Linked DNA regions of Cydia pomonella: region 1 is linked to region 2. The links are chromatin contacts, called in public Hi-C maps. All regions are on one chromosome and are shown on one strand. The core of a region is the stretch at or near the end of the contact, and the rest is flanking DNA. Distances in the headings are between cores, read along the strand shown. Region 1 holds the start of LOC133533948 (golgin subfamily A member 5). Region 2 holds the start of LOC133533782 (D-aminoacyl-tRNA deacylase).

What was found. Hi-C and Micro-C count contacts between places; a contact is called where the count stands out from the background.
Region 1: a contact with region 2 is called in a Hi-C map of whole body, with 2.8 times the contacts expected there. The contact joins the promoter of LOC133533948 here to the promoter of LOC133533782 in region 2. A contact is called at or near these places in 2 of 2 Hi-C or Micro-C datasets (both in whole body).

The regions. Positions count from the first base shown.
Region 1 is chr2:10,312,043-10,314,742 of ilCydPomo1, reverse strand. LOC133533948 (golgin subfamily A member 5) reads left to right here and starts at 1,258. Exons shown (of 9, transcript XM_061873047.1): 1 at 1,258-1,382; 2 at 1,557-1,954; 3 at 2,355-2,513. The coding sequence starts at 1,576. LOC133533918 (ralA-binding protein 1) reads right to left here and starts at 868. Exons shown (of 10, transcript XM_061873012.1): 1 at 710-868; 2 at 195-324. The coding sequence starts at 794.
Region 2 is chr2:10,118,210-10,120,909 of ilCydPomo1, reverse strand. LOC133533782 (D-aminoacyl-tRNA deacylase) reads left to right here and starts at 1,306. Exons shown (of 6, transcript XM_061872842.1): 1 at 1,306-1,488; 2 at 1,579-1,669; 3 at 1,796-1,923. The coding sequence starts at 1,446.

The DNA of each region.
Region 1 (2,700 bases), core at 9-2,508, 190 kb before region 2:
ATAAAATAATTACCAAACTATGAATTGAAAATAGGTAGTAAGCTCCAAATGTGCTTAGAAATATTAGAATAGTATCAGTTTTTAAAGTTTTAATCAATTTTTTTGGCAAGTGTAAAACATTCCCGCACCAAAAACCCCCATGTATGGTTATAATAGTCTGAGTATAACCACATTCAAATTTAAAATAAACAAACTTGGTGTCAGTGTCTTCCTCAGGTGAACTATCACCCTCTAATGCAGCATAGCCTCTATCTTTCTTCTCTTTTTTGTCTTTCCTGCGGCCCAACAGGTCCTTCTTGCTGGGTTTTTCGTGGTCATCACTGACTAAAATATTAAACAAGTTTTAACGATGTAATAAAGTTCATCACTTAAATTAAAGCAACTGTAAGGATCACATTTTCAGCAATATACAGATGGAAGAAAAAAAAATTATAAGGAATATATTCTTCTACATGAAGTGTTTATCCAACCGTTATATGAAATGTATACCATCAGCCACATTCACATGTCTAAATCGATGTTATACACTATTAATTATCGTTAAAGAAGTTTATCATAATTAATAGAAGACGCAGAAGCGATATTTTAAACACAGTTTATGCTGGGTTAAGCTTCAGATTACGTTAAATCTAAACTTACGTTACGTTAAATCGAAATCTAAAGTAATAAACATTGAAGATGTGCTACGCAGTTTGTATCAAAAACTTACAATCACTTTCGTTGCTCTTACGCCCAGTTTCTGAGGCATACAGTCCTGGAAAATCTTTCTCTACATCTGGACTTTCGAAATCCATTGTAAATGCACTGAAATACTGAATTAATTAGTAAAATTATTATTACGATTGTAGTTAATGTAGTTTACTGTAGTCAAAGAGCATATAATCACTACGTTACTGTAGTAACCACATTTTTGACAGTTATGAGGAGTTTTTTATTACTCAAATTTTTATAGCATCAGTGTTGCCAGTAACAAATTTAGTCGACTGCTACTCGACACTAGATGACGCTGTAATATAAATTTGTTTTTCAAGTTCCGAATCGTAAATTCTACACCTTACTTGCTTCTGACCATTCTAAATATAACATTATTTTGTCAATCGTGACACCTTACTTGTTTATCGTGTACATAATTGTGAATAAAGATTTTTCAGAGCATTTTGTAGTTTCAGAAATGTACTTCAAAGAATATTAATCTAATCAATGATTATGTTTAAAATTTTTATGCACAATTCGGACCTGTCTGTCAGTAATTTCGCAAAGGATCGTGTTTACGTGTAAAATGTCAAAGTCAAACGTCATTCGTATTTTGAGTTTGGATTAGAAATTGTATTAGAAACGAAATTCAATAAAATTGACATGCATTTTAAGAGTAGTATATACGTGTGAGTAATAATAATCTGTTTTATTTTCACCACAATATAATGTCAAAGTTTCTTTGTTGATTTTACTATTAATTTGTTTGAAACATGTTTCCTACTATTTGTTTACTTGTCTTCCCAAACTTAGTCTTGTTTTTATACTTTACTGTTTTCTCAAGAATAATTATTTTATTTCAGACATGTGTAGGTATTTAAAATGGCTTGGCTCGCTGACCTTGCCGGTAAAGCGGAGACGCTACTCAACAACTTAGACGAGCAAACTGGTGCCGCTCTACGAAGCAATGGCCCTAGGAGGAGAAATGAAGGGGAGTTTCCCGTACCAATTGGAAATCGATCAGCAAGTCCAAAGCCACGATTTCTAACATCAAGGACACCATTAGTGACTGAAACAATACCAAGTTATGGTCCTAGAAAAGCAACACTAACATCAAAACCGTTAGAAAATGACTATAAAAAAAATCCTCCAAGGAGGACTATGACTATGAAGGCTCTGCCTAAAGCAACTTATGACAATGGCCCTGTAACTTTAGTTAGTGGGACTATGCCCAGTGAATATTATGGAGTCAGACACAGAAGTGAGGAATATTAAATTGATCTTAATTATTTTTATTTAAAATTGTACAATATTATTCAGTTTGTATTGTCTAGTACTACTACAGTACCTATTAATTTCTTTAATATTTCAAGTATAGGCACTAAGTAGTCCCTATACTTGTATAGATACTACTATTAAGTAGTAAGTACATTTAATTTAAGTTAACTAAACCCTATCAATTAATTTTATTCTCAATTACTTAATACAGAAAATTAATCATTTTTGAGCAAATGGTAAACCTAAATAATACATCACATAGGAATACTTATATAAATAAGTACCCACAATATTCGGATTCTATAATAATATAAGGCAAGTTATTACACTCTGTTTTGAACTTTCATATTCATTATGATTCTATCACTATTATTTTATTACAGGATCAAGCTTACCAACAAATAGAGAACTAATTAATCAACAAAACTATGCATATGAAATGAATGATATAATTGTTGAAAATACTGTATTGAAAAATGAACTCAATGTATTGCACAAAGAGGTATCACAATTGCTTCTTAGGCTGGGGCAGACGGAGGATGGTAATGATGTAGTTAGTGAGCAAGGTATAGTAGTATCTGTTTAGTTTGGTATGGTTATTAATGTGGTTAGGTACTTCATAGTTGGTATGGTATAATTGGGTAGTGGGTGGTATGGTTGGGTTGGTTGGTTGGTAATTTAAACTACACCAAAGATAAATTATTGACATTTTATTATTTCTATGTTCGT
Region 2 (2,700 bases), core at 57-2,556:
AGTACGTGCTGCCATCTGCCGACGAGTAGCCCAACTATAACAAAAGCACAACATTTATTGCTAGCATAAAAAAATATTTTGCCTCTATTAGAATCATCCTTCTGAACGCATCCAATGTAGCTGTTAATGTCAAATAAATGTCAAGATGTCAGTTACTTATCGTATGTATTAGACATGTGTAAGTAATGCGCGTAACATCACAAATGAGATATCACTCAAACCCGTAATATTGCATTACGCATCACTCCGAGAAACCAAGCATTACTTCAAACATCACTCGAGCACATGACTGGCCGAAGCGCGCGTAAACTCGTAAAGCATCAATATAGATTGACGCGCCGGTAGTCTGTACGAAAGGTCCGTTCAAGTCTATATACAATCCGCGTAATGTATAATGAGCAATGAGACGTGATGGTGTGATGTGTGATGTTTGGTTGCCATGCTATCATTACTTTGCTATCCCGCTCGCACCCGCACTCACTGCTCGCTCGCTCTCATTCCGCAATGCTTTCGGAACACTTCGGATCGGTCCGCTCGGCCGGTCGGTAGCAGTCGCATTTGAGTTATTGCAAATTTCATTAAATTGATACGATAACGGATTTTTGCACCTGCAATCGATTTAAAACTGTAATGCGTTAACATAGAGCTTACAATGTTTTTAGTATTTTACCTATAAGGATGCGGCTAAATGATAATTCGCTTGCGAGTTTGAATTTGACGAACAAAAACGTATTTACTGTTTATTATTGTTGTGAAATGTTTGGTTTGGTTGACTTTCGCGGCAAACTAAATTAAGCACGAGTGAAGTTCCTTATTTATCTTTAATTTAATACTGAGCTAGTGTTTACAGTACATTCTCGTATCAGTATCATATCATAATTTTATTGATATACCCAAATAAAAATACTACTACGTGACTCTCGATGGCGTTATCTCATTAATTAACAGATATTTTCTTTTATTTTTTATCTATGATGCATATTTTAAGACTATAAAAATAAAAACATTAACAAAAACGATCTATCACATGGCGGTGACAAAACGCAATGCGTAATAGATCGACGCGCCGATATGATACGCCCTAGAGTCCTAACACTCGCTGCGTAATGTAGTTAGTACTGTGATGAGTGTGATGTTGCCATCACGCGCGCGCCCGCGCGCTGTATTCGTTCAGGTAAATGTTTCGTTTCGAGTGATAAGTGATGTGATATCTCAGTGTAACATTACGTTTTCGAAAAAGTGATGTGATATAGCATTACTTTTTGAAGCACTGTTTCGCGCATGTCTAGTATGTATGGTATGGTGGTAAAATTAGTCAGTTATTTTGTATTAAGCTAAAGTAAAATTGAGCATAATAACCGTATTACGTACTAGAAAGTAAAACATGTCCTCAGTATATTAAATAAAAAAACTACTTAGTAAGAGTATCACAGAAAAGTTCAACTATGAAAGCATTAATACAGCGCGTTATGAAGGCTAAAGTTACCGGTGATTTTGTTATTTTACCAAAAAATAATATCAGTTATACACTTACTGCATAGTGCGATGCCCTTACTAACCGCCCTATTCTAATTTCAGTTAACGGTGAAGTCGTCAGTAATATAGAGCAAGGGTTATGTGTTCTAATAGGAATTTCAAAGAATGATAACTTGATGGATATGGAATACATGTAAGTACGTTTGCAAAAAAATGTTACGGTATAATGTTTTCAGTTTCCAACATTTACACAAACAAAAAAGTATTGTTGCTGTTAATCACACCCAAGTGTAAGAATTTTTAATTGAATTACTTTCAGTGTCCGTAAGATACTCAGTGCAAGGTTATTTAATGATGACAGTGACAAACGATGGAGCAAGAGTGTGGTGGACAAGGATTACGAAGTGCTATGTGTTAGCCAATTCACCTTGTACAATACTTGGAAGGTTGTATTTCTTCCTTAACCTAATTATAGATTATGTCATTCACGAAGATACGTGCCTTGACTCGTATTGTCATGTTATTAAATGTTAGATAGTGCCTATGCACAGAAGAGAACCCACCTAGCGGGACACTGGCAGTGAATGTGTTGTGTGTGCGTTATTAATTTCTGAACATTGAAAAATAAGGAACACGGCCAATATTGGTCTGTATGATATAATATATATTGAAATAAAAAATGGGTTATTAGTAAAACCTATTGGTAGCTTTAATTTTTATGAATTGTAATGTTATATTTCAACATATTCATTTCCTTTTCAGGGTAACAAGTAGACATGCGCGAAACAGTGCTTCAAAAAGTAATGCTATATCACATCACTTTTTCGAAAACGTAATGTTACACTGAGATATCACATCACTTATCACTCGAAACGAAACATTTACCTGAACGAATACAGCGCGCGGGCGCGCGCGTGATGGCAACATCACACTCATCACAGTACTAACTACATTACGCAGCGAGTGTTAGGACTCTAGGGCGTATCATATCGGCGCGTCGATCTATTACGCATTGCGTTTTGTCACCGCCATGTGATAGATCGTTTTTGTTAATGTTTTTATTTTTATAGTCTTAAAATATGCATCATAGATAAAAAATAAAAGAAAATATCTGTTAATTAATGAGATAACGCCATCGAGAGTCACGTAGTAGTATTTTTATTTGGGTATATCAATAAAATTATGATATGATACTGATACGAGAATGTACTGTAAACACTAGCT